Linked DNA regions of Mus musculus: region 1 is linked to region 2. Evidence: chromatin contacts called from public HiChIP or PLAC-seq data. All regions are on one chromosome and are shown on one strand. The core of a region is the stretch at or near the end of the contact, and the rest is flanking DNA. Distances in the headings are between cores, read along the strand shown. Region 1 has its middle 110 kb from the start of Gm22284. Region 2 has its middle 96 kb from the start of Gm12159.

What was found. HiChIP or PLAC-seq counts read pairs in DNA pulled down with a chosen protein or histone mark.
Region 1: a contact with region 2 is called in an H3K27ac HiChIP or PLAC-seq map of large pre-B cells, with 7 times the contacts expected there. The contact joins two enhancer-like sites. A contact is called at or near these places in 1 of 39 promoter capture datasets (the C10 cell line), 2 of 15 datasets of contacts at CTCF or cohesin (large pre-B cells and pro-B cells), 3 of 484 Hi-C or Micro-C datasets (brown adipocytes, liver and pre-B cells) and 1 of 115 datasets of contacts at active chromatin or transcription factors (large pre-B cells).

The regions. Positions count from the first base shown.
Region 1 is chr11:45,529,349-45,534,789 of GRCm38.p6, reverse strand. No RefSeq gene overlaps it. Among named protein-coding and RNA genes, the nearest start is that of Gm22284, 110 kb to the left of the region's middle. Within about 2 kb of position 3,244, at least 6 of the 459 cell types and tissues checked have an H3K27ac peak or open chromatin away from gene starts, as enhancers often do.
Region 2 is chr11:45,210,413-45,215,587 of GRCm38.p6, reverse strand. No RefSeq gene overlaps it. Among named protein-coding and RNA genes, the nearest start is that of Gm12159, 96 kb to the right of the region's middle. Within about 2 kb of position 1,262, at least 19 of the 459 cell types and tissues checked have an H3K27ac peak or open chromatin away from gene starts, as enhancers often do.

The sequences.
Region 1 (5,441 bases), core at 1,995-4,494, 320 kb before region 2:
TGCTATGGGGATGAAGAGATCCTTTTCTCTGCTGGAAGAAGCTCTGAGTTTCTCAGTGTTAAGTTTTCCTGGTCCAGCATTAGCTTTCATGAAGTGTTTGTTAAGAGCTTAGATTTCTCATGGTGGGAGATGCAGAGAGCATCCCTGAATATCAGAGTGGTGTGCCTCCTGCCTCTGTATCCCTTTCTCCTCCTTCTGTCGTGTTCTGGGACCTTGGAAATGTCAGTATGGGAACCCCTTCCTTCCTGCCTCTTGGTGCATTCAGAGGATGGGAGGCACTGTGCGCGAGTGAGCTTGAGGAGAGTGCGTGGTCCCCTCCTCCCCTGCCAGGTTGTAGGTGGGCTGGTGGCTTTCTCTACTAAAGGGAAGGGTTTCTCTATACTACAGCCACAGCTCAATAAAGCTCTCTCTCGACTCAGGAATCTAGCTTTGCCCCTTTAGGTATCAGAGCTTTGTGGTTCCCAGACACTAGAGCTTTTGGAAGTCCCCTTCCATCCTCTGTCTAGAATTCTGAATAGATATAAAGGATGAGAATGCTTTACCCCATACTGAAGAGCCTGTCACAAATTGACAATGAGCTCTTGGATGGACTGGTTTATCTTGAATGGACTCAGTTTCTTCATCCATGAAATGGGATGATAATGAGGTAGGTGACTTCACTGACATGTGCTATGAGTTCTGCCTTGTGGTACAATGTGCTGGCATTTAGGAGAAAACCAACATCGGTTGAACTCCTACTTCTGATGCTGATTGGCTCTGTGGTCTTGGGCAATTATTTCTTTTCAAACATGGTTTTTAAAAATGTGAACAATTTTTTTTTTATGCGTCTGCTGGTTTTGCCTCCATGTATATTTTTCTGTACCACTTGTGTACATGATGCTTGAGGAGCCAGAAGAGGGCGGTAGTGAGCTGCTCCGTGGGTGCTGGGAGTCAAACCCAGGTCATCTGGAAGATCACCCAGTGCTCTAAACTGCTAAACCATCTCTCCTGCCCTTGGCCAGCTCTCCTTATCTCTCTGAATCTTGGCTTGTGTCATCAGTAAAACAGGGATAACAACCCAGCTAAATACACAGCCATATGTGATGGCTGCTTTAACGTTCCTCCTGACATAGGAGACCACTCCCTGCTTTCCTGCAGGGGAGAGCCCCGTGCAAATTTTTTTTTTTAAACCTCTAATATTGTTCCACTGACAGTTGAGCTCAAACTTTCCAATCTGTTTGCTTCTTGCACACCTGTTCCTGAAGCTTTTCTTCAGAAGGATGTGGGCCAATGACTACTTAAGAAAGGGACTCAGAGACGGCCCATGTCACTTTATTGGCATGGTGATCTGAGCTGTTCCTTGTACTTTGGGAGTGCTCTGAAATAGTTGACACGTATCAAGGACTTTACTCTTTGTTCTTTGTACAGATGTCACCTGTACAGCTCAGGGATAGGACCTTATATTTTTCTTGGCACCTACTACATACCTAGATTTTAGATTCTAAAGGTCTTTTATCCAACTGCTCCTGTCTGCCACCGAACTTGCCATTAGTAATTCTGATCATAAATCTTCGTAAAATGTATAAAGCATATAGTATATTTATTCTTAAAATGTCTGCATGAGGTTTCAAACTTTCAATGGGTGGCCTGCTTAAGTGTCCTGGCGTGAGTGAAGCTGGAGTTTTGAAAGATTTATCACAGCTATTCTCATGCTCTGAGACCTCCACTTTCATTTTAGCATCTGGGCATCCAAGCACCCAATGTGTAAGTGTTAATAGCTGACCAGTGACTCCTTTGCAGTGACTCCTTTGCCATTGCCCAAGTGGGGAATCATCATTCTATTTCCATTGACTATAAACAGGCCACATTTGTCAGTACTTGCCGATGCTTTCCAACATAGTATCATTCGGTTTGTTCTTCAAATCATCTACTGACCACCCACCTATCCATCTACCCATCCACCCTTCTAACCATCCATTCATCCATTTATCCATCCAGCAACCTATCCATGTGTCTAACCACCTACCTACCCACCCACTCACCCACCTATCCATCCATCCATCCATCCATCCATCCATCCATCCATCCATCCATCCATCTATTCATACATTCACCTATCCACTCGGCTACCAGTTTATCTACCTATGTACCCACCTGTCCACCCTGCTCACCCACCCACCTATCTATCCATCCACCCATCCACTCTTCCATCTATCCATCCACCAATCTGTCCATTCACCTGTTCATACACGCCTACCCACTACCAGTTCAGCTACCTATCCACCCCACTCACCCAGTCACTTATCCACTACCCATCTAAAAAGCATCACAGACGGCATTCTTTAAAAATGTACAATGGACCAGTTATAGCCTCAGACTTAATACAAAACAAATTGGCAGATGACCCTAAAAAAAATAATAATAATAAATGCTCTTACAAGTGAGATACACCAAGTGTCTAATAGTGGTATTGGACAATCTTGAAATGCACATAAAGGAAAATGGGGCTGACTAAGAAAGCATTACTTTAGAGTGTGGGGACAGAGCTGTATCTTAAAGGATAACTGAAGTAGTACTGAGGCAAAGGAAAGGGGAAAATTGAGTAGAGGAGCCATGAAGAGGGAAGTAAGGAAAAGACGGACAGAAAATTGAAGTCCCAAAGTAGAGCAGCTAGGTGGAGTGAAGTATCTGAGAAGCAGGGAATGGGGAAGGTGGGAAGGCTGGTTGGTGCCAGACCCTGGAAAAGAGCACGGTTAAGTCAGTTAATCCAGTGTGGAGCAATGAGGCAGGGAGGGCTCCTGAGGCCCCATTCTCAGCCGAGGGGCAGATGGCTGGCTGCTGATACATTCAGGGGGAGGGAGAGTCAACTTTCTTTGGGGTTGTAGCCATGGGTAGGCTGCTCACACATATGGGCAGAACTAGTTAGAGAGAGAGAGAGAGAGAGAGAGAGAGAGAGGAAAAGACAGACAGACGGACCTAAAATTTCGAAGAAGTTGTGTTGAGGGAAGGCCAAGGGGAGTTGCAGGGAAGGAGTGGGAGGTAGATATATTGGATACATGTATGACATTTCCAAAGAGTATAAGAAATACAAACAGAAGAGCCTGGACTATAAAACTGGGGAACATAAAGCAGTAAGCTTCCCATCCTGGGACTGGAGACTTGAAGCCTCTCCCTGGCAGGGAGAGGCATCATGGAGGAAGTGCATCATGGTGTAGTATGTGGAGTGTTTGCCTTTTCTCTTAACCAAGTCACAGACCTTTCAGTGAGGCTTCAGTGGGTTCTGCTGTGTGTCTAATCAAGGAACCATGGACAGGCGCTAGTTATGATATCCCAGTTCTTTCAAAAAGGGAAGGAAACGTAGGCCTTTGCTTAGGGGACTGCATCTTAGTCGTGTCCGAACAGTAACTTCATGCGCAAAGCAAGTGAATTATCACCGTAATTAAAGTTTTCAACACACATCCCTGAAATTAGACATCTAGAAAAACAAAGCCAGTGTGCAGCTTGTTGAATTGGTAGATAGTAAATAACATTACAGTCACTCCACAAATGAAGAAGTGGAACAGCTGCCTGCACATGTAACTCTGTCTGTCCCAACTGTAACAAGTCCCCTTCTCTGAAAATAACTACTTTTTAATGACCCGCGTCTTACACTGGTCTATGGCTTTATCAGCTGTGGACATTACCTCATCCTCTAGTCTTGCTCGTGTATATGATTTTTAAATGTTATAGATCTTTTCAAGTCTATGGCTCCCCCTTCTTCATTGCCTTTAAAAACAATTACATGTATGTCATTACATGTATGAATGTACTTTATGTGTACAGACCTCAGAGGACAACTTCTAACTTTTCACCATGTATGTCCTTGGGATATATAACTACAGGTGCTCCGGCTTAGTGGCAGTGCGTCTACCCTTGAATCCTATCTCTGCCTGGGCTGGTTACATTTTTTGTTAACTTGATGCAGGCAAGGGTCACCTGGAAAGAGATTGAGAAATGCCTCCATAAGACTGTTCTGTAGACAAGTCCGTGAGGCATTTTCTTGATGGAAGAGGGTTCAGTCCACTGTGGGGTTGTACTATCCACATGTAGGTGGTCCTGGGTTCTCTAAAACCTAAATGGAGCAAGCCACTGGGAGCAAGTCAGTAGGCAGCATTCTCCCATGGCCTCTGATGAGCTCAACGGTGGGTACACAACAGAAACCAGTGACTATCCATCTCCTGGGCATCCATCAGTAACCAGTAGTTCAGCTCGGAGATGCAGGTCCCCATAACCCTATAAGTCCTTTCCCATTAATGATTGAGTATGGGGCTGGAGAGATGCCTCAGTGGTTAAGAGCACTGACTGCTCTTCCGGATGTTCTGATTTCAATTCCCAGCAACCACATAGTGGCTCACAACCATCTGTAATGGGATTTGATGCACTCTTTAGGTGTGTCCGAAGACAGCTACAATGTACTCATATAACATAATAAATAAATAAATAAATAAATAAATAAATAAATAAATCTTAAACAAAATGAGTATGGATGGGCTCAGTCTTGTACAGGTTCAATATAGACAGCTGCAGTGGATCTCATGACTGCACTATTGTGGCACTTTTAATCTTTATTTATTTATTTGTTTGCTTGCTTGGTTTTTCGAGACAGGGTTTCTCTGTATAGCCCTCGCTGTCCTGGAACTCACTCTGTAGACCAGGCTGGCCTCGAACTCAGAAATCCACCTGCCTCTGCCTCCCAAGTGCTGGGATTAAAGGTGTGCGCCAGCACCACCCGACTGTAGCACTTTTTATAAAGACGTTCTTTCATCTGCTGTGTCACCCATTCCCATGTAGTTCATATAGATAAGTAAGATACATTTTTATTTCCCTAGCTTCAAAATAGCAAACACACATTATTCAGGATGTAATGTGTCTGCTTATTGTTTGGTGCTGCTAGTGTGATCTCTTGGTATAGTTTCGTCTATCAGAAAGCTCACGTCTTAGGCCAGTGGAAACCTCAAGGTCCTTTCTTTCTTTTTTTTTTATTAGGTATTTTCTTCATTTACATTTCCAATGCTATCCCAAAAGTCCCCCATACCCACCCCCCCCCAATCCCCTACCCACCCACTCCCCCTTTTTGGCCCTGGCGTTCCCCTGTACTGGGGCATATAAAGTTTGCAAGTCCAATGGGCCTCTCTTTCCAGTGATGGCCGACTAGGCCATCTTTTGATACATATGCAGCTAGAGTCAAGAGCTCCAGGGTACTGGTTAGTTCATAATGTTGTTCCACCTATAGGGTTGCAGATCCCTTTAGCTCCTTGTGTACTTTCTCTAGCTCCTCCATTGGGGGCCGTGTGACCCATCCAATAGCTGACTGTGAGCATCCACTTCTGTGTTTGCTAGGCCCCGGCATAGTCTCACAAGAGAGGGTCCTTTCTAATGCATCTTAGTAGCCTTGGGGAGATTCTTCTAATTTCATGTCAGTG
Region 2 (5,175 bases), core at 13-2,512:
AGGACTCCAAACAGAGGAGATGGCAGCTTAAAGAAAGGAGTGTGAGACTCTTGAGAGCCCTTTTCTTTTTCCCCTTACACGGGTCCCACAGGTCTGAGAAAGTCAAGGGCTTGATATTTACTATTCATTGGCTCGGCACACATGGAGATCTGCGCTCAGAAGCCACAGAAAACGGAAAAAATGAAGTTGGGCACCTCCCAGCAGTTCCGGTGTTTCAGGAAGACACACTGAGGCTGCTCTTTGAGGGCTGCTGTGCAAGGTATGAGCAGCAAGGCAAGAGCCAGTACTCTCCGAGAGCCTTGACCTTCCCAGACATCTCCAGAAGCAAGTCCCAGCATTGCATGTCTCCAAAGATGAGAATTTGGGTGATGTTTCTTAAAGGTCACAGAAGCTTTTTAACAGCCAACAGCTCAGAAGCTGGTACACAATTCTGCCTCAGTTGCTTGAACCACCCCTCTCTTCTGACCCTGCAGCTTGTCCTGCCCCTCTCTATAATGCATCTTATTCTTTCTTTTCCACTAACTGTGGAGACCTGCACTGGCATCAAGTTTAGACAGTGATGGAATGGTACACACCTGGGAACAGGAAGCCAGGCTTAGTATAGCTGTTGAAGTACCTGGGGCTCACGTGGAGACAACAGATATAATAAATACATTGACTGGGCCAGACTCCAGCTGCTAGAGATGAATGCAATACTCTTTATGTCTTTGCTGAGGCTTTATATGTGCCCAATGATACCAAAGGACCCAGAGAAAACCTGCAGCATGGCTCAGAAGTACAGTTAATGCCTGTTTAATGTTAATGTTTCCTGTTTGACATGTGTTCTCTCTAATTCCTAGGTACAGAGATTTCTGGAAATGACTCATTATGTTTCCAAATCCTAAATTGATGTGTAACATAGAATCAGTACTCAAATGCTCGCCAAGTGTCCCTAACAAGATGACCTTACTCTTCTTTGGGAAATTAGTTGTTAACACCCTTTCAATGTACACATATGGCATGGGGTACTCCTGCAGTTGCAGGGTAGAGGAGCTGAGGGGCACTTTGACACAGAGAGAGAATCTTCCCAAAGCTGGGATTTCCTTTAAAGATCACCCTATTGCTGTGATAGAAGGGTGGCTTGCTAGTTGTTACATCAAAATACAAGAGAAAGCAATTAAGGTAGGGTAAGATTTATTTGGCTTGCAAGTCTGGGGTAGAGAGCCGGGGACAGCATCACAGGCCAAAGAGAGCTAGTCAGCTTCACTCACACTCAGGAAGCAGAGAGTAAACAGGAAGTGGGCTCTAGCTAGGAAGACTCAAGGGCTTGCCCCTGGGGAACTATTTCCTCTTATGAGGTTCTACTTCCTGGAGTTTCACAGCCTCCTCAAACAGCACCACCATGAAGTCCAAGTGTTCAAACACAGGAGCCTATGGGATCATTTCATGGAAGAAGAGTGGAGGAATAAGGCAGATATGATCTTCAGGTTCCCAAAATCACACAGGACAACAATTCTTTTCCTCGGTTAACCAAAATCTTCATATTCCGGATGTCTGTGGTATTGTGAGATTCATTTACCTGTCCATGTACACCTGCCATCCTGGAAAATATTTCCAGCATAAGGGCATGTTCTCAACATCTGCTTTAATACAGGGAGGATCCAGCATGGTAGACAATGTGGATCTGGAGGCAGGGGATATTCTGTCCTAACACCAGATGTTCCATTGTGATGACATTCTTTTGCTTTAAAAAGAGGCATTCCTCAGTTACTGTGATAAAATTTCTCTTCCAAAGAAAAAGCGAGTTTTCACAGGGACAGAAATCAGAAACGAATCAACCTATTTTTTTTTTTTTAAAAAGAAGATCCGTTAAAATCAATTCCTTAAGATTCTTCCTTCACCATTTCAAACCAGCATTTCCCTCCTTGTATGCTTGTATGTTTACATGGGTGGACAGCAAGCATGTGAGGACATCTGGTAAGTGCCTGTGGGTACCCATGGAAGCCAGAAGAGAGCAGCAGGTCCTGGAGCTGGAGCCCCTGAAAGAGCAGTAAGTCCTCTTTACCACTGAGCCGCTGCTCCTGCCTCTCCAATCAGCATTCTTGGTGACTTCACTTTTGATGGGCTCCACCTCCATTGTGACATTTGATGAGGAAAAGCAACACTCACTTGGCAGTTTTTGTTGAGCTTACATTTCTGAGGTCTCAGCATCTAGAGAAAATGTGGCCACATATATACATCTGTAATTAGTGAAGTTTTCCACATGCAAAGTGGTGATCAATGATATAGGAAATTTACATCATGTGTATTACTCTTTGCATAATACCAAGGTCTCAGGTATCACTAGGTTGTTTGTGTATATTTGATGTACTCATAGTGTACATAGATACATAGCATACATAGCTTGAAAGCAGTGTTCAGCCAAGGGCTCGGAAGTTTAAACCTGACTATGACTTAAACTTTCCCTGAAGCACTGACAAATAGGTTTTCTGAACTTTCTAAGTCTATACTTGTGATATGATTATGATCTACAGAATAAAAGCTAGAGATTTTGGTCTCTGTTAAGGTTCTTCTGAAGCTACGGGACTCATGGGACTCATTTCAACTATTTGATGACTATGATTGCAGCCATGACCCACCGTGTCTCACTCTTTTGGTGTTTTGTTTTGTTTTTCTCTGTGTAACCTTGGCTGTCCTGGAACTCACTCTGTAGACCAGGCTGGCCTCGAACTCAGAAATCCGCCTGCCTCTGCCTCCCGAGTGCTGGGATTAAAGGTGTGTGCCACCATGCCCGGCACTGGTGTTTTTTTTAATTGAAGAATTTTGCAAATTCTGGAAGTTATCAAAAAATCACACTTAGGCTAAATTGAAGGATTTTAACAAGACAACTTGTAGCTGAAGTTAGAAGTTTTGGCAATTAAGATTCAGTGTAGAAAAAAAAAAGTAGAAATAGAATTATTACATAACACGGTGATTCTACTATTATCATATAACTGGGTATATAACCAAGAGAAAAGAGTTGGCATTCTGAAGAGATATTTGTACTTAGTGTTTACTACAGCATGGTTTATAGTACACAAGACATGGGAACAAACTAAGGATCCATCTATTAATGAACAAATGAAGAAAATACATGATGGAATATTACTTAGCTGTAAGAGAACCAAACCCTTCCCCCTTTTCAGCAACACAAATAGAACCAGGTAAGATCATGATGAACTAAATAAGCTACAATTCCCATGGTAGGAGGAGAAAACTAAGTCACAAATTGTCTTCTAACCTTCACATGTAGGTAGTGATGTGTGCATGCCCACACACATACATGCAACATAAATAAATGTATAATTTTAAGATTGCTTGTGTGAAGCGTTGGTTCTCTTACTCAGTCTCAGGCCACATGAAGATGTTTTGATGACAGACTACATGTCAGGCTATATATACCATAGGACAAGGTGTGCAGTGGGCCGCACCATGCAGCTGTGAATAAGTGCACATGGTAGCATTCCCACAATGCTCAGTTCATCTGATGACTCATTTCTCAGAATGTATCCCATTCTCAAGAAGGGTAGGCTTTATGATTTGGTTTGGTAATTTATTTTTATCTATCTATCTATCTATCTATCTATCTATCTATCTATCATCTATCTATCTATCTATCTATCTATCTATCTGTTTATTTATTTATTTATTTATTTATTTGCTTTTCTTTCTTTATGCTCCAAACGCTAGTATAGCTGAGTGTTGATAATAACCTGCATTTAGCAGAATGTGCTAGGTTTCTGATCTTGCAAAGGAAAATCTTGTTGAGATAAATTTTGAATTCATCTTATCTGTAATATTAAGCCATTGCTGCCCAGAAGGCAAAGACACTGCCTCCTTATCTGTCATCCCAACTGGACCATGCTGGCAGGTTCCCACATCCTAATTCACCATGGGCAAACATCTTTCCAGAAGAGGACAGGTAGAATGATAATTGAATGAAGAAAGAGAGGGAGAGGGAGGGGGAGAGAAGGGAGAGAGGGAGAGGGAGAGAGAGATACAGGACTGCTCCTGGGTATGTTGGAGGAGTTTTATTGTAGATATGAGTGTGAGCATAACCAGTGGCATCTGGAAGCGTCCAGTGTGAACATGCCCTTTAGCTAGGCTATGTGAAGAAAGGGGGGGGGACATTGAGAGAAAGAGAGGGGAACCTGCAGGGAAGGCCACGAGGGCAAAAGGTAAAGGGCCCTGCTTAGCCAAAATGGCCACATTATATAGGGAATAACAGCATATATAGGGGAGGGGCAGACCAGCCCCTGGGCTGGAAGTTCAGGCATTTGTGGAGGGGTATACCATAGCCAGGGGGACCCTATAGCCGGTAGGGACTGAGGGATGCTGGGAAAACCTGTCACCAGCATCAGCTTTTATATATTAACATGCATCCCAGTTAGCCTTTTGCCCTGAAAGATAAATGTTTGAGACCTAACAATGTCCTCTCATTTAAATTGTTGAATGAGAAATGTTCCCATTTAGCTCTGGTTTTTGAACATTTGGTTCTCAGTTGGTGGTACAGTGTTTAGGAGACTCTGCTTTGCTGGAGGGATGCATGTCACTGGGGGCAAGTTTTGAATATTTATAGCCTCACCTCATGCCCACTTCACTCACTCTCTATACTTTCATACTTTCAGGTGAAGATGTGATCTCTTAGCTTTCTGCTCCACCACCATAGTCCTGGCATGTTGTCTGTCATGTTTCTGGCTCCTAACTCTCCAGAGCCGTGAAGCCAATCAGGCTCTTTCTTCTATAAGTTGCTTCTCATGGTGTTTTATGGAAGCAACAGAAACATAACCAATTCAGTGGGTATGGAGGATTTGTTTTTAATTTTTGTCTTTAAAGAGTTAAGTCTTTCTACAACTAAAATCTATTTTTTTAAAAAAGGAATGTAGCATATGACACAGATAAAATGGAGATGCATTGCTTGGAAGAGAATTGGCATGACACCCGTGTCCCGCTGCTCTGTGGTCTCCTTATCCTCCATGTGGAGCTCCCATGATGCTACATGGAAACCTAGATTTCCAACATCGAGCAGAAACCTGTTGTTGGCAGGAGACCTACTGTACCCTTCACAGTCACTCACTTTTGTGTGAAACAAAACTCTAACAAGTCTAGTTGTATAGCTGCCCAGTGTATAACATGTTTATAGGCAATAAATTATTT